Regions from separate parts of the Mus musculus genome. Here all the other regions are linked to region 3. A link is a contact called in public Hi-C, HiCAR-type and HiChIP or PLAC-seq data. All regions are on one chromosome and are shown on one strand. Each heading gives the region's core, a stretch centred on a gene start, on an enhancer-like site or on the middle of the called end of the contact. The rest is flanking DNA. Distances are from core to core; before and after follow the strand shown.

Region 1 (5,840 bases), core at 1,851-4,350, 160 kb after region 3:
CTCTGATGCAGCTAACTGCACCACCTCTGGGGACTCTGATGCAGCTAACTAACTGCACCACCTCTGGGGACTCTGATGCAGCTAACTATCTGCACCACCTCTGGGGACTCTGATGCAGCTAACTAACTGCACCACCTCTGGGGACTCTGATGCAGCTAACTAACTGCACCACCTCTGGGGACTCTGATGCAGCTAACTAACTGCACCACCTCTGGGGACTCTGATGCAGCTAACTAACTGCACCACCTCTGGGGACTCTGATGCAGCTAACTAACTGCACCACCTCTGGGGACTCTGATGCAGCTAACTATCTGCACCATCTCTGGGGACTCTGATGCAGCTAACTGCACCATCTCTGGGGACTCTGATGCAGCTAACTATCTGCACCACCTCTGGGGACTCTGATGCAGCTAACTGCACACCCTCTGGGGACTCTGATGCAGCTAACTAACTGCACCACCTCTGGGGACTCTGATGCAGCTAACTGCACCACCTCTGGGGACTCTGATGCAGCTAACTGCACACCCTCTGGGGACTCTGATGCAGCTAACTGCACCACAGCTTACTTTGGAACCTTGCTCTACTTCTGCTGGATTAAAAACACCACAAGAGGGCATTGGATTCCATTCCATTCCACATGGTTGTGAGCCACCACGTGGTTGCTGGGATTTGAACTCAAGACCTCTGGAAGAGCAGTCAGTGCTCTTAACCACTGAGCCACCTCACCAGCCCTCTGTTGTATTTTTAATACAACTGCTTTTTTGTTTATATTTCTTTCTCTAAAACAACCTGTGAAATCTCAGCAGAAGTTTAAAAGTTACCTTCACTAAACATCTGTGTTAAGTGTCTGCAAAGCTAAAACAAACAACATAGGATTGGTTTAAAAAGAATAAGTTCAGAAATTCTACATTTGACCAGTAATCCCAACAGCCTCTGAGTAATTCTTTTTTTTTTAAAGATTTCTTATTATATGTAAGTACACTGTAGTTACCTTCAGACCCACTAGAAGAGGGTATCAGATCTCATTACAGATGGTTGTGAGCCACCATGTGGTTGCTGGGATTTGAACTCAGGCCCTTCAGAAGAACAGTCGGTGCTCTTAACCACTGAGCCAGCTCTCTAGTCCTGAGTAATTCTTTAAATTGTACATTTTATACATTTTTTTTCTGTATGGATAGTTCACAACAAAAAAGAAACAAAAAGAGGAGCTGAAGAGATGGCTCAGAAATTGTAAACACTTGTTCTTGCAGAAGACCTGGATTTAGTTCCCAACACTCACATGGTGGCTCACAACTGTCTATAACTCTGGGTCCAGAGGATCTGATGCCCTCTTCTGGCCTCCATGAGTACTGACATTCATGCATGCAAAACACTCATTCACATAAAACAAGCAAACAAATATGTAACGAGAGAAAATGTGAGCTAGCCAGTGCCAGGCACGGTGAGGATACCTATAATCCCAGCAGGCAGACCTCTATGAGTCATTCTAGGATATCCAGGGCCACAGAAAAGACCCTGCTGCAAAAACCCAGTGAATGTTGATTCTAATGAGAACCATAAGCAAAGTACCAGCAAGTGACTGTTTCCAAGATCATAGCTGATAGGACACCCAGAGCTACACTCATGGTAACCATCTAAATACAAGATCAAACATATTTATTTTAAATTTCTAATTAGTTTATTTTATGCATATGGGTGTTTTTCCATTCGAAAAGCTTCACTGAGCAAAGAGAACAATCACCAGAAGGCAGAGCCTTGGGCAACAAAAGGAACACAAAGCTCGCATCTGCCCTCAGGCTTTGCCTGTCTTGGCTATGGCCTCTAGCAGCTGCTGCAGCCACTCACACACAAGTCTGCACAGAGACTGGCTTCTCTCTCAGGAGCAGGATGTGGTTTATATGGCAGACTGACATAAACTGTTCCAAGTTGCCAAGTGCTCTGCAGATTACAGCATCCACATCCCACCCAGCAATGCGTTCGGATTCCTGCCTCTCCTCTCCACACCAGATCAAGCTTGCTATGTGTACCTTTTAGCATCGGATGTTCAAATGATTTTGTTTGTATTTTCCTGAACATTAATGATGTTGAACCCAATTCCATGTGCTTAACCAGGCATTCATGGATCTCCCTTGGTGAACCCATGCCCAATTCTTAAAAACTGGGTTATTTCCCCTAACCAAGAAGTTATTTACAATTGATACCCACTGGCTAAGGAAAATCAGTTTTCTCTCACTGGGTATATCAACAGCTCTACAGGGCAGGTCATGCTCCAAACACAAAATAAATGCCACTTTTTTTTTTTTTTTGGTGAACTTTATGTTGCACTTTGGCATTTTTGTCTTATTATTTTTTGTTTGTTTTGTGGGTTTTTCCCCCATTTGTTAAGAGAGAGGTTTAAGAGAGAGAATACAAAGTTAGGTGGGTAGGATCTGGGAGGAGCTGGGGAGGAGAAATACATGATAAAAATGTATAAAAAATTTTAAATAAAAACACGAATAAAACTTACTGAGTTTTCAGAGTTCTTTATCTTTAGTGATAAGTAATTAGCATAGGTTAATTGTCAAGCATATGAGTCTCAAGTATTTCCTCCTGGACTTTGTCTTTTTTTCCATTACAAATATTAAGACTACCTGATATGTACTAAACAACCAAACAGACAAATAGCTGTTTGAATATAGCTGAAGACAAATTCATTGGCTGAAAAATGTCTCTATTAAAGAATGCAGAATACAACACAAAGCAAAAGACATTTAAGAGCCAGGAAGAACAAAACAAGACCGGTAGCTAATCAAGATCCAACAGGAAAAAGGGAATGGAATGTCTATAGGGACCTTTGTAGAATTATTAATAGATGCTGATCCTCAGAATCAATAAGTCTGACAAAGTCAGAATAAAGTTAGATGGCCTCACTCATAAACAGGGGACTACTTATTCCTAATTTCCCTATACCCCAAATCCACTGAATGAACGCAGAGAGCTTCCTGAGATCATGCAATACCCATACAAAGCAGTGTAAGAGGAGACGACACTGTACAGGAAGGAGCAGCTGGGGGCCAGATGCACTGAGCAAAGCCTGAGCCGGAGGTGACCCTGGACGGCATCCCAGGCAGAGGTGTGGCAAGAACTGCTGGCAAGGAGAAGAAATAACAGCTATCCACCCACAGCAAGGATCGCAGACTAAGCAAAAGCTGCTTCAGAAGCAGGTGCATCCTGGCCTGACCCCACCTCTGTGTTGCTGCTAGAGTAGCGAACGTAGTTTCCTAGACAGCTGTTACCTGACATGCAATAACCACGTCCTCAGTACCACACGGAAAACGAACACTGAGTGACCTCATTAGTAACTGTTTCCAAAAGTCAATCTTGACTTTTATATTCAGCTGATCAAGTGTCAGGCAATTTAGGTGAAAGGACAGTGTGTTTTATCAAATGATAAAACAATGCAAAAGAGTGGATTTGGGATTCTACCTTATACCATACCCAAAATTAGCTCAAAATAGACCATGGCCTAAATATGGGCTACACTTGTACCAGTTACAAGAAACAGAATCAACTGGCCTTGTGGGAGTGGCTTTTTCAGCAAAGCTGGACTAAGGACAGCCAGGACTCTAGCAAGGATCATGCTTTTCCATGCACTGTGTCCTTTCAGAGTAGTGAGTCACGCTGATGAGCACTCGTACTCAATCAAAGAACCCATGATCCTTAGAGCAGCACACAAGGCACACAGAGTAACCAAGTCTTTATAGCAGTCACCCACCACCGAGACCAGCCTGTCCCACTGACTTGCAGGCTGTAGAGCAGCTAATGGGTGTGACTCACGTCCAGCATACTGTCTTACTCCAAACACACCCTTTCTCCCTCAAGCTGATACCTGATCTCTTTCTTGTCTCAGCTCACAGCAGAACATTAAAGATACAACTGCTCCATCCGGAACCCAGAAATTGTGGGGAAGATATTTCTAACATCTTGTTAATTTAAAAATGCATGTATACGTGCTTTGGAGACAATGAAGTGCTTCACCGGGCAGTGCATCACAGGGTTAAAAGGCAGGGATGCATGCTATAAAGCTGCTGGTACAGTCACAGTCACATAGGAATGTCTTAGATCCCATGACATACAAACCATCTTTGATGTGATGCTTGCAGCAATGTAAGTCTGAGATCTCGACAGGATCTCAGACTTTCTTCTAACTACAAGCTCTTTAAAAGGAACAAACACACTTTTTAAGAAGTTATTTTATTTTATGTGTCTGTCTCGTCTGCCTGTATGTCTGTGCATCACATGAATGCAGTTGCCCCAGAAGCCAGAGAGAGTGGTGGATGCCCTGGAACTGGAGTCACAGATGGTTGTCAGCCTCCATGTGGGTGGTGGGAATTGAACCTGGATACTATGGAAAAGCTGTCAGTGTTCTTAGCTGCTGAGCCATTTCTCCAGCTCCATAAACACATTTTTAATTTTAATTTCACGTCTAAATTTTTTTCTCTTAATATAAACAATTTTATCAAGGAAGAAAACATCACAGACCTATAAATACTAGCCTTCTCCCTTTATTACACATTAAGAATATTATTCCATCTACCATTCATTTTCATTACCATCCCTGAAGCTCAGATCATGGTGTATCTTAGAACTCAAAAGGATTTTCAACAGGTAAGGACACTAGCCCCCAAGACTGACAGCCAGCCTGAGTTCAATCCTGAAATACACATGGTTGTTGCCTTCACATACACTTATAGCGCGCGCGCACACACACACACACACACACACACACACACACACACACACACACACACACACAAACACACACACAGACAAAGGATTTTCAAAACTATGCTGTTAATTTTGAATTCTTACTGTGATGTATGCCCTGTGTCCTGGAGGTTATGTTGCTGGTACAGGAACAGTCACATAAAGAATGTTTTAGATCCCACTACATTTACATAACCACAAATTCCACCGAGCATCTATCTATCCATCCAGTTATCCATCTATTTTGAGTCAGTCTCACTGTATAGCCCAAGGTATCTTAGAGCTTCACTACGTAGCCAAGGATGAGCTTGAACTCAAGCAATCTGCCCTCTACTTCCCAGGTGCTTAAATAAAGGCATGTGCTGCTACATCGAGCTGTGTCAGGAAATCTCAGAGTGAGAGATGCCAGATGTGATACAGACGGCAATACCAGCGCTCGGGAGGTGGAGACAGGAGGAGCAGGAGGTGAAGATCACTCTTGGTTACATGGCAAGCTTGAGGTACACCTGGGGTACAGTGAGGCCTTGTCACAAAAGTAGGGTAAGTGAGAGAGAGACAAAGAGAGAGAGAGACACAGAGAGAGAGACAGAGACAGAGAGTTAAGAGACACAGAGAAAGACAGACAAACAGACAAACAGACAGACAGACACACACACACACACAGACTGACTTCCTGAAACAGTTAAGAGGTCTCTGCATAACTCCTCCAGATTTAGAATGAAAAATTTGTCAGATGAGGACTGTGAAATGATCATTAGAGACTGGAGTGTAAGGAACAGGAACACCTTAACGGCAGTACATCTATGAGTGGCAAAAGGAAATGAGACACTGAAACCAAATGGAAAAAATGATGGGGCATGGAAGATGGCTTGGTGTGAGACCTAAGTCTGAACCCTCAGACCCACCCAAAAGCTAGCCTCCGCAGAGCTTAGCTGTGACCCCTGGGCTGTCTACAGAGAGGTAAGAGGCAGCAACAAGAGGACCCTGGGAAGCTAGCAGGCTGCTCTGCTGTGTGCAGAGAGGACAACAAACAGTAAAGGCCAACACCTACAGCATCTTTTGATCTGTCCTCAAATCAATGCTTCTATGTACAT
Region 2 (5,684 bases), core at 443-2,942, 180 kb before region 3:
GCGTCCCTGGGTTGGGTCGTATAGACTAGGTTTGTCTGCACACTGTAATCCCGATATTAGAGAGGGTGACAGGAAGGTCAGGAAGTTGAAGGTCACCCTCAGCTACATAGTGAATTTGAGGCCAGCCTGGGCTACATGAGACTCTACCTCAAAAACAAAAAATAAATAAATAAACAATATAACTCACCAAAAAGTAAAATTAAAAAGCAGATATCAAAAGCCTAAATTTGGGCTGGTGAGATGGCTCAGCAGGTAAGAGCACCCGACTGCTCTTCCAAAGGTCCTGAGTTCAAATCCCAGCAACCACATGGTGGCTCACAACCATCCGTAATGAGATCTGACTCCCTCTTCTGGTATGTCTGAAGACAGCTACAGTGTACTTACATATAATAAATAAATAAATCTTAAAAAAAAAAAAAAGCCTAAATTTAGCCGGGCGTGGTGGCGCACGCCTTTAATCCCAACACTCAGGAGGCAGAGGCAGGTGGAGCTCTGAGTTCAAGGCCAGCCTGGGCTCCAGGGCGAGTTCTAGGATGGCCAGAATGACACAGAGAAACCCTGTCTTGAAAATACAAAAAAAAAAAAAAAAAAAAAAAAAAGAAAAAAAAAAAAGAAAGAAAGAAAGAAAGGAAGGAAGAAAGAGGCTAAGCTTGTGACCCAATCCTTCTCCAGGCCTACCCCTGCCACCGAACACACCCCTGACAACCCTCCTCAAACATTACCCACTGACTGCTGCTGGGGCTATGAACTTCTTTGAGGAACAGCTGACCCAAATTCCCGACTTGACAGAGGACATCTCCCGGGCAGTTGGGGAAGTGTGGGGATGAATTTAAATGTTACTCTCTGAAGCAGTAAGGCTGGATAGCAAGGTCAGGCTGCTTTTCCCAAGGGCGGGGGGTTGGGTGAGGAGATCGGTGCCAACATTCTCCAAAGGCCACAGCCCCAAGCTGGCAGTACCCAGTCAGCTCATGGCCTCTCCTTCAAGCTCCAGGCCATCTGCAGAAGGATGTATGCTTTAAACCTTAATTATCCTGCATTTTATACAGTCCCCGTGACCTGATTTTTTTTCTATCCTCAGAGACCTGCAAGGTAGAAGGAGAATTTTCTGTTTTAATCATAACACTCATCAAATGAGGGCATGACCCTTAAGCAAAAGACAGACACATCAGGAAGTAGGAAGGAGGCTGTGACAGACATAACAGCCAAGGTCACTGTCCCCTTGGCCTTTCATCTACCACCGCAGAAACGGGAACACAGACAGGCCCAGGCCAGTCAAATCTAAGGGTGTGTGTTGGCATGAGTTTCACCTCCCTCCTCTCGAGTTCCAGGGAATGTAAATGGTCCAGGAAATCCACACTTCCCACAGCCAGTGACCTAGTGTGGCAAGAATACTAAGGCTGGCAGCCGTGAGGAGTCACGATGGTCAATCCTGTTCCCATAATTTATTGGTGGCCTGGTTGAGGCCGCTTGACCTCCTGAGGATACTGCCAACCTTTTATCCTTCTTTGGAAGCTGACCTAGTCTCCCTCCCTAGGGAAAGCAGACCTTGACCTGCAGGCATAGTCTGGGTTCAACCACCCACCCCACTGAACAAGCCTGGCAGAGTAGCTGATGTCTCCAAGTGTGTGCAAAGCCAAGTACCCAGCCCACACAGGGCAGGACTAGTCTAAAGGACATGGAGCATGGACTGTGTTCCACACTGTACTGGCTGCAGTGGAATGCTAGGACCAGGCGACTAAGCAGAGCAGGCAGGGTGAGGGGAGATACTAGCAACCCACAAATAACAATAGGAAAGAGGGCGACCGGAGAAAGGAACCGAGCAAGAAAGCTCAGCCTCGGAAAACACAGCAGGAAATTCAGAATGCAATAAATAAAGGGCCGACTGGGCACAGCAAGGCACACATCAGCAGATGGGAGGATCGCAGGGAGGAAGCCTCCTAGGAACAGGAGGACTAAGACAGGAAGAGGAGGAGGAGGAGGAGGAGGACTACGAAGACAGAAACTGAAACTGAAAGTGCCAGATGCAAGAGATGGAGAGAGAAGGGCAGCGCCAACCAGACATGGTGACCCAGGTTGTCCTCAGAGGGGCATGGTGTGATAGAGGAGCTTGAGGCCAGCTTGACCTACATGTGGCCCCATCTCACAAGAAGACATAGGGAGTGCTAGGAAAGGTGGTAGGGAAGGCACACAAGCCCCAGGCAGCCATGATGGCGTGCACCTCTCATCCTGGCTGGCATTTGGGAGACACTGCTTTGAATAGAGGCTTTCTCTCAATCCTTTTGGGTTTTTAGATGTGTGTGTGTGTGTGTGTGTGTGTGTGTGTGTGTGTGTGTGTGTGTGTGTGTGTGTGTGTGTGATATGTGAAAATTCCCTCCAAAGCCAGAAGAGGGCAGTGCATCCTTTGGAGCTGGAGTTAAGAGGCAGCTGGGAGCCTAATATGGGTGCTAAGAACTGGACTTGGGTCCTCTGGAAGAGCAGCAAGTGCTTAACCACTGAGCCACTGCTCCAAGCGTCTACCAATCACTAAGGTAAAGATTTTATGTTGTAATATTTGTTGTTGTTGTTGTTTATTTTTGGTTTGGTTTGGTTTGTTTTGTTTTGAGACAAGATCTCACAAAGTAGACCAGGCTGGCCTCCCATGTGCTGGGATAAAAGTTGTAAGCCACCACAGCCAGCATTGAAAAAAAAAAAAAAAAAAAAAAAAAAGAAAAAAAAATTTAAAGCCATCCAAATGAGTTTACACTAAGGCCAGCCTAGGTTAGGTAAGACCTGATCTTGAAATAAACAAATAAATGAATGAATGAATGAATGAATGAAGTTGACTTATATAATATGACTGGAGTCCAACAATGGCTCTCTGTGCTCTGGAGAGGCGGAGGACCCAGAACCTTCTTAACCTGGGAAGTTGGGAGCCTCAGAGCTCCCACAGAGGTGCTTAAAGCCTAGAGAATTTAGTCCCTGGAGAGCGGCTGGTTTTGAGTCCACTTTGGACCACTGAAGAAGCTGGAGTCTGGAGTCAGCAGGTGTCGGTCACTCCAGCCAATCAGGAAGCAGCAAAGGGAGGTACCCTCAGCACTGCTTCTCCTTAGAACTCATTATCTGGGCCACTGGCTGGAAGATGCCACCCATATTCGTTATGGGACTGTCCTCGGTCACTGTCCTTCAGGGTACTCCTCTCTGGAATCAGTCCCCCTCAGACATACAGGGGAGTTTCACTAATGCTAGGTGCCTGTTAGCTCAGCCAAGCTGACAGACTAACCATCATACCCACAAACTAAACTGAAGAAATAGAAAAACCCTGACCAAGGCCAAAAAGAGAAACATCTAGGTGTTACTGAGAAGCTGAGGCAATGAGGGAAAAGGAAGGCTGTGGTAGGCGTCTCTCTTGCTCTACATGGGTTATCCCACGGGTGTTAAACACCAGAAGACCAGGAAGAACGACAGAAAAGAGTTGGACATGATGGTTCACATCTGCAATCCCAGAACTCAGGAGACAGAGACAGATGGATGTCTGAATTCAAGGCCAGCCAGGGCTATGTTAGCCTCAAAACAAACAAAAAAGAAGCCCACTGTGGTAATACAGGCCTTTAATCCCAGCATCCCAAGAAGCAGAGGCAGGTGAATCTCTGTGAGTTGCTGGTCAGTCTGATCTACACAGAGCTCTAGAACAGCCAGGGCTATGTAGGGAGACCCTGTCTCAAAAACAAAACAAACCAAATTAAAAAAAATATATAGAAAAGGTGGAACAAACTGCTCTAACAGTTAATGTGGTAGAGAAGTGGAAATATTTCAATAATTGCAGTAGTAGACTAAGCCACAGACAGACGCAGACACACTGAGTGTTTTAACCTCCCGCTGCAGTAACACTACTGGCCACAGACACACATGAAGAACACTAAAGGATGCGTACGGGGGAGTGAACAGTTCTGAGTCAGCAAGAAGCAGGTGCTAAGCAGAGGAGGAAGTGACAGCTCAAGGAGACCTTGGCAGAGTTTGATTAGGGACAGATGCAACTCACCCAAGATGATGCAGTCATTTAAAATCAGTATGTGCCCAGGGTTACAGCCTCACAGATACACGAATATCAAGAGGCCCCAAGGACGCAGCCATCACTTAGTGGGAAGTTGTTGGTTTTGTTATTTGTTTTCTGATCCTGGTCTTGTTATACAATTCTGGCTTGGAAGTCATCATGTGGCCACAGAATGGCTTTGAACTTCAAGAAATCTTCCTGCCTCATCCTCTGGAATGTGAGAATTATGGGTGTGAGCCACTCACTCTACCTGGCTTAGATTCCAACATGTCATACTACAGTGGCTTCGTTATGTGGTGCTGTGGTTCAAACCCATGGCTTTGTACATGCTAAGCAAACATTCAGCACTCGGCTATAATGTTCAAATATCAATCATTCAAACATTACACCTAATTCTAACATTGAAGGTATATAGCACATTAATCTTAGATCTTAAGAAGCAGAGACAGGAGGATCTCCGGGAGTTCCAGTCCAGGGTCTACACAGTGAGACCCTGACTCAGGATATTTATTATAGTCGAGAAGTTAGATCTGTAAAGCACAGCACAGTGCTTTAGTGTCTGTCACCAGGGTATCTCATAATCCACAAAGGAACACTCATAATAGGTGCTGTCAAAATCCTGCCCTGAGCTTCCTGGACTTCAACAAGTCACAAAAAGTAGATCTCACGTTGCAGAGAGCAGATCTGATGGGGAACATGAACTCAGACCATTTGCCATTATAAGACCTGTTCCTAACACAACGGATGAACTTAAAACCCTCTCTGCAGAGTGGGTGGAGCATGCCTTTAATCCCAGCACTGGGGGGGCAGAGGATAGGAAAAGACACTAACATGCAGACATGGGAAGCCCCCCTAACTGTTACTCTGAGACCTGGGACAGAGCCTGTGTTCCAGGCTACTAAGTACAACTGGAAATGCTTGCTCCATTCTGAGCAAGTGAGAGTGCGCTGGAATCATCCAGGTGGCAGATAGATAAAATGTTTATTCATGCACACTTAGCAGCAGAAAAGCCACCCCTCCCGCTGATACCTCCTCTGGCATGTGTGGCTTTGATATGCGTGGTTTGGGGGTTGGGAACAGAACATGTTTGTTATGAGAAGATAAGTAGTCCCCATTGGAGGCTCTTCCAAGGTACACAGAACTCATAGCCCAGAGAGGCTCCAGTCCTGACCATCACTGGAAGCAGTTCATATAAACAAACGAGCCTCTTTCTAAACAAGGTGCATTGATCAAGTCCCTCCTCCTATCCCAGAACAAATCAACAATTAGAAGCTGTGTGTGGTGTGAAAATGAGGCCTTGGATGACAACACCACTTATATCACAGGATGAACGAACGTGTCCCAACACAAGAGCTGCCCCATCGCTGGCCACGAACTCAGACCTTGATGGAGGTTCGCAGGCTCACACTACTCTTTCCTACAGACTACAGCCGCCGGCTCTGGACTCTGGCTCTCAGCTTTCTTTCAGGGACAGAACCAGCCTTCTCACCTGCCTGCTGCACCAAGTTTAGGCCCTATCATTCCTGTGCAGGCCACACAGGCCTCCACAAATGACCGTGAGACTTCTCTGTGCCCAGGTGAGCTCCTGGGGGAATCTGATGCCACCAGGTTGTCTGTGCCAAACAGAATGCGATGATGCCTCACTCATGCCTGT
Region 3 (5,930 bases), core at 2,466-4,965:
GGGGAGGCAGGCTTGGGCACATTTTTAGAAGAATGTGAGGGGATGGGAGAGGAAGCTGTTTTTCCATGGACAAGCCTCCCTCCTCTGACCACCCCCCACTCCCACCGCCATGCTGGCCACTTCAAACCTTCCTGCCCATCCTTAGCTCCATTCCTAGGACACCCCCCACCCCCAGACTCCTGCTCAAACCAAAGCAGCCTTGTACCCCTCACGGCTGAAGATAAGGATTCTCTATCCTGGAGATATCCTAGACCTGTCTGCCCCTCCCCCAGCCCACACTCTCAACAGCCCAGCCTTTTGTGTCATGAGAGTCAGGTGGTACCTGCTGTTGTCCTCTTCTGTGGATGACATAGTGACTGTGCAGCTTTTCCTTAAGGACTTTGGGGTGTAAGTTTCTCGGATCCCAGTGAACTTCACTGAGGCAGCCCCTTGTCCTATTCTGCCCAACATGAACTTCAGAAATTCTTTACCTAGCTTTACCCAAGCGTGTTTCTGTAAGACTCCAGTAGGTTTCCCCTGGCTGCACTGTGGCCCCGGCCCTCCATAGCCTCATTGACATTGCCCACACATCCAGATACCTCTGCCTACCTACTCTCATGTGCCATGTACAAGTGTCAGGCTGCGCCGGGCGTGGTGGCACACACCTTTAATTCCAGCACTTGGGAGGCAGAGGCAGGTGAATTTCTGAGTTCGAGGCCAGCCTGATCTACAGAGTGAGTTCCAGGACAGCCAGGGCTATACAGAGAAACCCTGTCTCGAAAAACCAAAACAAACAAGCAAACAAACAAGTGTCAGGCTGCATGGTCAGTTTCCAGGATCTTGCCCCTTGATGAGTCCTAAGCACCTCAGCTAGAGCCTTATGTTCTGAGCCTCCTTGATCTAGGAACAAAGGTGACCTCAGACCTACAGCAATGTCTTTCGCCATTTGGACTGATGTCCTAAGAGAACAGGTCTGTACCTTTAAGTTGAGCTCCGTCTCTCCTGGCTTTGGCAGTACCAAGGTGTGCACTCACAGTAGGACTTTACACCAGATCCTCCTGGGCCCAGGACATCCACCTGCTTAGCTGACCCAATCTATGCTTACAGAGGGACAGCTTCCCGCTTCCTCTCCAGACACGGCTAGGAGGCTGTGTGCTCCAGCAGTGTCCATTCCAAGAAACTATTGACCAGTCGGATTCAGTCAGGTTGCCTGTGTGTGTGTGTGTGTGTGTGTGTGTGTGTGTGTGTGTGTGTGTACATTTGTGTATGGTTGTGTGTGGAAGTCAAAGGATGGTCTGTGAGGACTGGCTCTCTCCTCCCACTGTGTGGGTCTTAGAGACTGACTCAGGCTGCCAGGTTTGGTTGCAAGTGTCTACCTGCTAAGCAATTTCATTGGCTCCAAAAAAATATTAGCGTGAGAAATCTTGGTTCCCTCCGTGGTTTAGCTGCAGGGAAACTCATATCCCATTGCTGTCCATCTACTGGAAGTATACAGTGTTTTACCCCATCTATTATGTCCTATCTTTCCTGGGTCTTGCCCTTCCGGAGTAGCCTCGGGAGCGGGTATAGTCACAGGACTTTGGAAGCCAGGTCCATACTTCCACTTGGGCGTGCTGCCAATACCTAGTTCATCCTGGCCTATCCCTGTGAGAGGTGCCGCCTGAACCGATGTGCCCCTCCTGCACAAGTGTTTGCTTCTGAGAGCTTCTTAGGTCACAGGGTGAATCTCACGCCAGGCAGCAGGAAAAGCCACAGCCTCGTTCACTGTTGGCATGAAGCATCCACCGAAGTACTCACATGTCCCACCCAGAAACCCTCTGCCAGGCCCAGGAACCCACACCAGCTCTACTAACTAACCATCAGAAGGCTTAAGCCTGGCAGCCTCTGTGGAAAGACCTGGAATTCCTCAAACGAGCTTTCCTAGTCTGTGTTTCTCCAGACAGTAAGCAGTTATTAACTTATGAGAGACCCATTGCTCCTGAGGCTGTTGTCACTCAGAACTGCTTGGTCGTTCAGTCTGGAGAGAAGCACCTTGGAGCCCCTCAGACACTTCTCAGGATTGCTATCTGCTGCTGGCTCCATCTTGCAAAGGCACTGGGGACCCTGTAGAGAGCCTGCATGCTCTGCCATGCAAGGACCTCATAGTCCCAAGGTGAACAAACCAGCTGGTCTTTTGCTTGGGTTTTTGAGACAGAGCCTTAGCCAGAGACGTGTTGGTGCACACCTTTAAACTCAGCACCCAGGAGGCAGACACGGATGGATTCAAGGCCAGCCTAGTCTACAGAGTTCCAGGATAGCCATGGAGAAAACTTTGTCTCAAAAAAGTCAAACCTAGAGGGGTCTGGTATATCTCAGACCCTCAGGACTCTGCCTCCCAAATAATATTCTCCACCATGTTGTGTCCACGTGCTTTCTTTCATAAGGCATCTACCGGGAAACTTGAAATTAATTGTTTTGTTTTGTTTTGCCTCTGCCTCCTAATCGCTGGGATTAAAGGTGTGCGCCACAGCTGCCACCGCCGCTGCCCAACCTGAAGTAGATTGATTCCTGAGTGTTGAAAGCCAACTTTCTCAGGGTGCTTATGGTGTTTGTGGGAGGATATAGTGGCTGAGGGTTGCCTCAGAATAACCTGGGTGCAGGGTGACATGGGGGTTGGTAGAGACATAGCAAGCCAGGCCCTGACCTGATGCTGGGCAGGTCTGGGAAGGCAAGAGCAGCTCCTTAGGCGCTTCCCTCCCCTGTGGCTCCTGTGTGGTAATCACTCCCAGCAATCCCTGCTCCAAGCCTCACTCTCATCAGGAGTCCCTCTAGTTGGTGAACTCCAGGATCTCCAGTCCTTCATCACTGGGACCACAGCAAAGCTTGGGGTGGCCCTGTCCCCAGCACAGGTCACCATGTTCATCCATCTTCCTCTCCTCCAAGTAAGTCAGGATCAAACATCAAAGCATCCTAGCCTTGCAGAGTAGAGCCTGCAGAAGGGACCTGGAGCTACCCTTCACCCACATTGGCCTCTCTGGTCAATGCTGGAGGCTCTGGTCCCTCTTAGAACCTCTGTGGCCCATCTGCCAACTTCAGGTCTGGTCTGTCCCTCCTGAAAGAATGTGTTTATGTGGGGGGGCTCCCTATGGAGACTAGACTGGCTGGAACCTACAGTCTTCTCTGCCTCTGAGCACTGAATGCAGGCAAGAGCTGTGCCCTGCCAGAAGCCCACTTTCTGCATTCTGATTTGTGCACTGGGGAACTCTCCCATCCCCTGCCTTTCTCTGAGCATCCTGACCAGCCCGTGTACCTGTCAGACTAATTTGGCACTTGGCAGTCTCTCTCAACCCCACTTTAAGGCATCTATGCAGCCACATCCTGTTTCAGTGTTGTGTTTGCCCAGAGTGAGGGTGTCAATGGGGTCACGGGGAAGCAGGAATGTGGTGAGATTTCTGAAGACTGTGTGCAGTTACCACAGGAAGTAGTACTGTGCAAGGAGCCAACCCCTGGTGGGAAGCAAGGGCCTGGCAGCCTGCTGGGTCAGCCTCTTGTCACACTGATCACTGGCCACTCTGAGCTACAGCACACACACACACACACACACACACACACACACACACACACACACACACACACACACGGGGTAAATAAGCATCCTCCCCCAATCTGGCTTCTTCAGAAAGCCTGGGCCTGCTGAGGTCCTGGCCTTGCTGAGGAATGCAGGCACCCATTGTGGGTGGTAGGGCCAGCTGTGGGGTGGAGACAGTGGGGGCGACAGAGGCTCGTTGCTAAGTTACAGGAGCAGTGGACATTCAGGGCACTAGGCAACAAGGAAGGGGACGGACATTTGGGGAGGGAGATGGAGCACCAGTGTCTCCTTGTCCCTGCCTTCCTGCTTCTGCTATGGATTCTGCAGGAAATCAGGCAACTGGCTGTGGGCCCTTCAATGCTAAATGTGGCCACTGGCCAGCCCCTCACCAGGACTCTTGCAGCCTGTCTGGGGGTGACCAACTTGCCCTACCCACTACCTCGACTTCTGCCTTTGTGTCTAGCCACTCTGGACTTTCTCGTGCACTCCTGCGTCTGCACCCTCAGAGAGGGGAGCATGGAGGACACCCTGAGTCCAGGATCTGACCTGTGTGTGGGCCCATGCCTCCATCAGGCCTTCCACAGGGGCTCCCTGTTGTGCATGGTTATCCTTTTTTTGTTTTGGTTTGGTTTGGTTTTGGGTTTTTTTGAGACAGGTTTTCTCTGTATAGATCTGGCTGTCTTGGAACTCACTTTGTAGACCAGGCTGGCCTTAAACTCAGAAATCTGCCTGCCTCTGCCTCCCGAGTGCTGGGATTAAAGGCGTACGCCACTACGCCAGGCTGTGCATGGTTATCCTTAGAAACAAGCAACCGCCACACCCTGCACCCTGCAAAATGACTGCCCCAGCTGGGATTGTTGACTGTTACTCCTGGAAGGGCAGCGAGAATCAGGAGCCCCTTATCTGAGTAGCCATCTGCCTTAATTGGCCTCAGGAGCGGCTTTAGTATATAGATCAGGGACGCGGGAGAGGGCCTCCTTGCTCCTGCTGGGAAAGGCTTTCCAGTTACACCCTGTTGGGAGAGGAGCGCTCACATCCCTGTAAGGGGCCCTCACCCGTGTTCTGTAAGGAAGCCGATAAACTTCGTGGTTCCCTAGAGTGAACTTTGGCAGAGTCGTGGCGTGATTTGTCTGTCATTAGGACCGAAAGAGAAGGGGACGATGTTGAGTCTCTCCTCGGGAAGGAATTTCAGCAACAGCCCTACCTGACTGAGCCCAGAAGCCCAGACCAAGGCAGCCCCAATACTCCTGGCTCCTGCTGGCTCCTGCCTGAGACAAAGGTGTAGGGCGCTGTTATGGTCTGTGCCTCACCTCATCCTGTGGCTGTCTGGCTGTCATCCCTGCCTATGGCAGTTTCTGAGTTTCTAGGTCTGGTCACCAGACCTTTACCATGGAAGCTCCACCAAGACCCTGCAAGGCCCCAGCCCACAAAACACACACCCTCAGAGCTACCAGGCTCTGCCCTGGGATATCAGGTCTCAAAGTCCCCCGCCCCCTCATCCTGTCTCTTTAGAAAGTGCCTGCATGTTCCATCTGGGGCTGGGGTGTAATGGGCACCCAATGCATGTACCGTAGCGCCTGGCGGGCTCTATCCATTGAAGTGTATTCTGGGGGACACCCCTTCCCTGATATATGTGAACAGCTCTTGCTACTTCCTTGTCCCTGTTGTTGTGGCCATCCTGAGCTGGCCCCTAGCCCGGGTCTTCTGTGAAGCCCCAGAGAAGGTTTTGCCTGTGGACAGTGTAGAAGCAGTGATGTTGAAAATGGCAGTTCCTCTCAGCTTTAGGCTGCTGGGCCCATATATAACTCTGAGTCCTCTTCCGGGTAAACGGGTAAACGCAGGAGTTCCCCGATTGTGCTCCTAGGGATCCTTGAGAACTGCACAAGGAAACCCCAAAGGCCCGACTCTCCTGCCACTCAGACATGCGCACACCACAGGTATGCGTCAGTGCTCCAGGGCCGGAGCTCTGGTTTCTGGGTCACTGCCCAAGAGCCCACTCTGGCCAGGAGACAAGTTGCCCCAATAACCTCAGGCTCGCCCCCTAAGTACCCCTGGAGTTTTCCTGTTTGTACTGATGGACAGATAGCTGCACGAGTGCCCTGACCAGGCCTCTGGCCTAGCCTGGCCTCTGGGTGGAGCCTACACCAGCAGGTGCTGTTACTTGATCAGGAGCAGCCTAGGGGATGGGGTGCTATCTGCCCCTCCCCCACTTGGTGAACTTAACAGAGAGGAAGCCTGGGCCCCTCCAAGGCTGAGCTGGGGCCTTGCAGGGTCTCTCCTAGACCAGGAGCTGAGGACAAAGCGGCAGCTGCCAGCGGGGTGGGGTGGGGGCCCACAGCCTTTGTGCTTGTGGGGCCCCTCCTGGTGACCTCACCATCTACCA
Region 4 (6,088 bases), core at 1,266-3,765, 250 kb before region 3:
GAGGCGGTTCAGTCGTTAAGAGCACTGGCTGAACTTGCAGAGCACCCGAATTTAGTTCCCAGAACCCGTATTGAGCAGCCTCACAACTGCCTGTAACTCCAGCTCCAGGGGATCCAACGCCCTCTTGTGGACTACCAAGCACCTGCACTCACATGCAGATACACCATGTGGGGAAAAAAAGTTCTGTGGATGGGGGTGGTTGCAGCTGTACCTCAGTGTTGGTGCACTTAGCTAGAACGCCCAAAACTGTTAAAACGGTAACTCACTATTATGCATATATTATAATTTAAAAAATAAAAAGAGAGCCTGTAGCCGGGCAGTGGTGGCGCACGCCTTTAATCCCAGCACTTGGGAGGCAGAGACAGGTGGATTTCTGAGTTCGAGGCCAGCCTGGTCTACAGAGTTAGTTCCAGGACAGCCAAGGCTACACAGAGAAACCCTGTCTTGAAAACCAAACAGAGAGAGAGAGAGAGAGAGAGAGAGAGAGAGAGAGAGAGAGAGAGAGCCTGTGATGGTGCATGCCTGTCATCCTGGCACTCAGGCTCTTGTCCAGGTGCTGGCCAGCAGAGCTTCTGTGCTGGGCTAGGAACCTTTGCCAGCCTACTCCTGGCTGCTGCACCAACTCTCAGGTGCCAGAGTCGGGGCTGGGATAGCAGTTTACCAGGTAAGCTGATCCAATGTTTCTATCCTGTGGGATCCATTTCTTGGCTGGATTGGGGCGGGGGTGTGGGGGGGACTATGAAAAATAGTTAAACTATCGCTGACCCCGAGAATCAACCGATCTTTGGCCCTCAGCTATCCAAATAGCCCTGTTTTCAAATTTCCTTTGTGTTGGGAAATTCACAGAGGACCTTTGACCCTCATCCTAAACTCTGACATGCAAGATGGGTGGCATTGGCTTCTACTGACTATGCTCTGAGCAAGCTGCTGTGGGCACCATGGGGCAAGAATGGAAGTCCAACATCTGTCCCACAGAGCCCATAGGCTCTGAACAGATGTGGGTTCTTGAAAGCCTGACTCCTCTGTCCCTCAATCCTACCTGTGGAGTTTCCCAACCATTTCCTTATCTGTTTGAAATCTGGAGCTGGATCAATAGAGCGGAGGCTGGATACTCTGGGGAGGTCATACGATGTGTCGAGAGGCCGCTAGGAGGTAGAAGGCTGGAAGTAGAAGGCCTGGGTTCTCATCCTCTTTCTATATTTGGATGGGATTGTGGGTACAGTCCTAGGGTCTTTGTCTTCCCTTGTGGAGCAGAGGCAACACCCAGCTTGGACCCTGGAGGCTCAATAGAAATATCACCCATTAGGACCTCAGGGAGAAGAGGAAGCGTGCGGTTTGAGTTTTGAGACAGGCTCTCATTGCGTAGCCCTGGCTACCTGGAACTTGCTCTGTAGACCAGGATGGCCTCAAACTCAGAGATCTGTCTGCTCTGCCTCCCAAGTGCTGAGATTGAATGTGTGCACCACTCCCGCCCGGCAGCCTTCTGTTCTTGCCTCCTACAACCTACCATGGTATAGGATGGAGGAGAGTCTTCTTAAACCTGGCACTTGGCCACTGCTCCCCAGGAGGAAGAGGAAGTTCTGGGTTTCCAGGGACAACCCCTTAACATAACCCACCCACTCAGCTGCCCTTCCCTCTTTCCTCAAAGCTCTGTGCTTAGACAGGCAGGGAAAGAAGAGAGGGCCCAAACAAAAGATGGGGAGGAGCCGAGCTCCAAGTAGAGGCAAAAAAGAAGCTGGTGTCTAGCAGGGAAATTCCTGAGTGAGCCCATCTTCCAGAGGGCAGAAATTCCCCTTTCTACACTAGCCTACAACCCCACCTTCCCCAAGGTGGGAAGACCCCCGAGAAAAGACCCCCGAGAAAAGGCCCGCAGAAGGGAGTGCTGAGGATCACCCCCAGCCCCATCCTGGAAAATCTTGTCACTGGGAGCCCTGGAGAAGGAGGCTCAGGTGAGGGCTGTCTGTCATTTCTGTGTAACCTCAGGATAATGATGAAGATGGGCCCCATCACTCAAGGCTTGGTGATGAGAGGTTTTGAGAGGTCCCACTACCAGTCGTGTGCCCAGCTGCCTTAGGACACCTCCTCCGGGAAGCTTTCCTTCCAGACTTTCAAGGACACAGGGGTGCTCAGAGCGGTAACAACACTTGGCAGAGGCGTTGAGATGGAAGAGGGCACTCCCCAGACCTAAGTAGGTGCTGACTGTGTGACGCGGGACAGAGGCTTTGTGCGTGCGCCCCTGCTAGGTAGCCAATCAGAGACCGTGGTGCGACAACAGCTCTCCGCTAAGCGGAACTCGTGGCTCCCTGTGCACGCACATCAAGACCACTCTTTCCAGGCTATTGGGAACAGCAAAGTGACCCCGCCCCTCTCTCTACCGGCCCGGCCCCGCCCCCAACACTGGACTCGCCGGGCCGAGGCGTCCGCCAGCGGATTTTCCGCGGTTGCGGTTGGTGGAGCAGGCAGAGTCTGGGCGGAGCCTGCGACTATTTTAGGAGGGCCCCTCCAGGGTCGGGACTAAGGCGTCCTGTCCTGGACACAGTAAGTGACCTCTGCCGCTGTGCCTCTGTCCCTGCCGCTCTACGTAGCTTCCCTTCCAGTCCTGACACAGAGTGTCGGACAGGATTCGCCGGGGGAATGGCCCTGAGTGGCCAAGGGGACGCGGGCGGGATATTTCGAGGTCCCTTGACCTCCAGCATACGCACTGCTAGGGACTTACAGGCGTTACTCTGAGCCCCTCACACCAGGGTCCGGAATCCCCGCGCGCAGCGAAAGTTTCTTAAGTGTTGTAGGGACTGGGACAAAAGTGAGGGAGTCTCGGGTTTACAAAAGGAAGGTCCCAGCACCCGCGGGACTCCCTGTCCGGATGATCTCTTGTGGGGCAAGAGTCAGTAAGTTAGTTGCAAGATCAGTGAGGTTCTCTGTGGTGTCTAGAATTGAGGGAGGTGACACCATCCAGCCACCAGATGCAGCCCTCCCATGTGTCTCTGAGACCCCTTCGTGCCTCTGCGGGCCCGGCTTGGTGATGCTTTAAACAGCATCTCATTACTCCTGCTGCCTTTCCCCTCTGCAGTCAGGGATACAGGGGAACTTGCTTTCTAAGGCCCACCCAGTGCCAGGCTTCTGATTTTGCCACATCCTCTGAGCAGCACTGAGAAAGGAGTGAGGGGAGGGCTCGTTCTCATTTTACAAACGGGAAAACCGAGACATACTGAGGAAGAATGTTGTTTAGCCCTAATCCTGGTGAGAAGTGTAGCTGAGCCCGCAGATGCTCCTCCCTTTTATACCAATAGCCTCTGACACTGAAGGGCAACTGGGGCCAGACATTCAGGTCAGCAGCTCCATCAGCCAGGCCAGCCCTTATGGGTGTTTGCCATGCGAGTGGGATAGGTTGGCACAGGCTTTAAAAACTGCCTGGCCCTATCTCAGGCCTCATGAGGTTAACGAGAGAGAGGGCTCTCTCTGCTCAGGGCACCTGGTGAGGATGATAAGAGCTGGGGTAGAGGAGCCCAGGCTTTCTGTCCAATCAGGGTGCTTTACCCATGCCCCAGTTATGAGATAAGCCCCTCAGGAATCTATCCCGAACCTGGGCAGTTGAGCTGGTGGAGGCGGAGATGGTGTGGGAAAGGGCCCTTAAAGTGTGTTGTGTTTGGGCAAGCACCTCCCCTCCGCAGTTTCCGGGGTTCTCCTTCGTGATGGTGGGTCTTCCCACTTGCCTTACCGGGAGCTGTTCCTGGATCACGCCAGGTCATTTTGAAGAAATGAAGCTACAGCTTGGGGTTTTTATCCTTGAAGGATGGGGCAGGGAAGCCACCTCCTGGTAATGGGTCACACCGTTTACCAGAAAGGCCCTCCTCCTGCCTGCTCCCTCCCTCCAGGCTAGCCCTGCTTCCTCGGGTGGTCTTCCTTGCTCTGACAATCCACACACACAGTCAGGGATGTGGAGGCCTGAGAAAAGCCAGTCCTTTGAGGGAGATGTTCTCTGGCCTCCAAGCTCAAGCTAGTGACCACAAGATTATTTTAAGCTAAATAACATACTTGCTGGGGAGAGATGGGATGGGATGGGCACCCGGGAAGGGAGGGGAAACAGAAGGCCTTGGGAAATTGCATCACCCCATTTGGAAACAAGCAGGGTAGGCTGCAAAGCGGGTAGTGTGGGTTCCACACTCAAGCTGCTGTGTGACTTCAGGAAGGCCTGTGCTTTGCTCACGAGTAAAAGGTTACCTGGGGTCGTTTGCCCAGGGTCTGAAGTCTGACCCCCTAATCCTAAAGCAGCGTACTACAAGGGACAGGCTCAGTTCCTCTTGTGGTCCCAGGACAACAGCTGTATCTTTGCTTGTGGTAGATTTCTGTGATCCCAAAACTAAATAAAGACCCGTGAAAGGGGGCAGAGGGAGGGGGTGCTGGTCTCAGGAGGAAAGGTGCTAGACTCTGTGACCACTGCATGGCTGTGAACTCTTAGACCTGTTCTTGCTGTCCCAAGGGGTATCATCCTGTCCTGTCTCCGCCCCCAGAGTCTGGTGGAGTCAGAGAAGGTGCAGAGGCTGCCCCTCAACCTGGAAGCTCTGGAGCCTCCAGTCTCTTCCTTGCCTAGGGAGACAAGCTTTGAGTACTACATACAGTTCTGGTGGGCACGGTGTGGGGAGGGTTGGGGACCAGGAGTTGAGGGGTCCTGGTGTTTTTACTGGAGAAAACAGAGGGGACACTGTTGGGCTGTGAGCAGCTGTGCATTTAGGTCCATACATTGTGGCCTTTGGTGTCTTCATTTCCCATCTCCAACCTGCAGGCCTGAGCCAGGGTGATGCTGAAGATGGTGACTTTCTTCCAAGGGTTTCCTGGCCAGCAGTCTGTGCCAGGGACCCTGAACTTCGCTGTAAGCCCCCAAAAGCCACGCTCTACATCCGAGGCTGAATCAGAGACCTCCATGTCTGAGGCGTCCTCTGAGGACCTGATGCCATCCCCGGAGGCTCCCGATGGGGAGGAGGAGTCTGCGAAGAAGAAGGAGAAGAAGTCCAAAGGACTGGCCAACATGTTCAGTGTCTTCACCAAAGGGAAAAAGAAAAAAAAGGACCAGCCCAGATTATCAGATCTGGAAGTGCAGCCCAAGCCCAGGCCCGAGTTAGATGGTCCACTGCCCACAGGTAGGCTGTGGCCGCAGCTGGGGCTGGAACGGAAGGAAGGGGTTGGTCCAGGTTTGGGCAGTGTAGGGGGACTCATAAGCCAGGACAGCCAAGCGAGCCACCAGTCTGGGAGAGGGGGTTCTCTGCTGCGGTCCTGAATGGGACATTGGCCTCGTCCCTGGACCACAGCCTCCTCTTGTCCCTGCGGGTGTGTGTCGGCCTGACTCGGGTTTCTGGGTTTCAGTGGAGGAGCTCAAGGAGGCCCTGGAGCACGGGCGGCTGGAGGTGGCCTGGCAGGTGCTGGCGTTGGAGAGGCAGCTCGAGGCTGCGGCAGCGGCGGGTGGCATGAGCAACGAGGAGCTGGTGTGGCGGCAGAGCAAGGTGGAGGCTCTGTACGTGCTGCTTTGCGACCAGGTGCTCGGGGTACTGCGGCGGCCGCTGGAGGCGGCGCCCGAGCGGCTGAGCCAGGCGCTAGCCGTGGTGTCGCAGGAGGAGCTCGAGGACCGGCGGGCGTCCGGGGGACCCTTGGCGGCGGCACTGGAGGCCACGCGCCCGCGGCGATGGCTGCAGCGGTGGAGGGGCGTCGTGGCGGAGGTGGCAGCGGAACGTCTGGACGCGCAGCCGGCCACAGCGCCCGAGGGCCGCTCGGAGGCGGAGAGCAGGTTCCTGCACATGGGTCGCACCATGAAGGAGGACCTGGAGGTGGTGGTGGAGAGGCTGAAGCCGCTGTTCCCCGACGAGTTCAACGTCGTGCGCACCTACGCCGAAAGCTACCACTACCACTTCGCCAGCCACCTGTGCGCCTTGGCGCAGTTCGAGTTGTGTGAAAGGGATACCTACTTGCTGCTGCTCTGGGTGCAGAACCTCTACCCCAAGTGAGCAATGCCAGTGGGAGTGGGTGGGATATGTCCCCTCTGCAGGGAGCGGTGCTGAGACACCAGAGCCAGACACTTGAGCTGAAAGCCAACCGG

What was found. A called contact is a pair of places that touch in the nucleus more often than the background predicts. HiCAR-type assays count read pairs that join an accessible place to other places. HiChIP or PLAC-seq counts read pairs in DNA pulled down with a chosen protein or histone mark.
Region 1: a Hi-C map of double positive thymocytes shows a contact between it and region 3, with 3 times the contacts expected there. The contact joins two enhancer-like sites. A contact is called at or near these places in 1 of 39 promoter capture datasets (liver), 1 of 484 Hi-C or Micro-C datasets (double positive thymocytes), 1 of 115 datasets of contacts at active chromatin or transcription factors (double positive thymocytes) and 2 of 9 other capture datasets (liver and pancreatic islet).
Region 2: a contact with region 3 is called in a HiCAR-type map of astrocytes, with 4 times the contacts expected there. The contact joins two enhancer-like sites. A contact is called at or near these places in 1 of 39 promoter capture datasets (hematopoietic stem and progenitor cells), 1 of 15 datasets of contacts at CTCF or cohesin (large pre-B cells) and 2 of 115 datasets of contacts at active chromatin or transcription factors (astrocytes and embryonic stem cells).
Region 4: a FOXA1 HiChIP or PLAC-seq map of pancreatic cancer cells shows a contact between it and region 3. The contact joins the promoter of Tnfaip2 here to the enhancer-like site in region 3. A contact is called at or near these places in 1 of 39 promoter capture datasets (hippocampal neurons), 2 of 484 Hi-C or Micro-C datasets (the G1E-ER4 cell line and myocytes) and 3 of 115 datasets of contacts at active chromatin or transcription factors (T-cell acute lymphoblastic leukemia, pancreatic cancer cells and stem cell-derived neural progenitor cells).

What each region holds. Positions count from the first base shown.
Region 1 is chr12:111,850,086-111,855,925 of GRCm38.p6, forward strand. The region is part of intron 4 of Ppp1r13b (protein phosphatase 1, regulatory subunit 13B); the gene reads right to left. Among named protein-coding and RNA genes, the nearest start is that of Zfyve21, 39 kb to the left of the region's middle. Within about 2 kb of position 3,101, at least 61 of the 459 cell types and tissues checked have an H3K27ac peak or open chromatin away from gene starts, as enhancers often do. A contact at or near this core is called in double positive thymocytes, where this site is marked.
Region 2 is chr12:111,513,054-111,518,737 of GRCm38.p6, forward strand. No RefSeq gene overlaps it. Among named protein-coding and RNA genes, the nearest start is that of Gm40578, 13 kb to the left of the region's middle. Within about 2 kb of position 1,693, at least 60 of the 459 cell types and tissues checked have an H3K27ac peak or open chromatin away from gene starts, as enhancers often do. A contact at or near this core is called in astrocytes, where this site is marked.
Region 3 is chr12:111,688,041-111,693,970 of GRCm38.p6, forward strand. No RefSeq gene overlaps it. Among named protein-coding and RNA genes, the nearest start is that of Gm51961, 3.7 kb to the right of the region's middle. RefSeq lists an enhancer at 3,931-5,930. Within about 2 kb of position 3,716, at least 131 of the 459 cell types and tissues checked have an H3K27ac peak or open chromatin away from gene starts, as enhancers often do. A contact at or near this core is called in T-cell acute lymphoblastic leukemia, astrocytes, double positive thymocytes and 3 more, where this site is marked.
Region 4 is chr12:111,440,146-111,446,233 of GRCm38.p6, forward strand. It overlaps Tnfaip2 (tumor necrosis factor, alpha-induced protein 2), which reads left to right and starts at 2,516. Exons shown (of 12, transcript NM_009396.2): 1 at 2,516-2,538; 2 at 4,784-5,138; 3 at 5,362-5,992. The coding sequence starts at 4,799.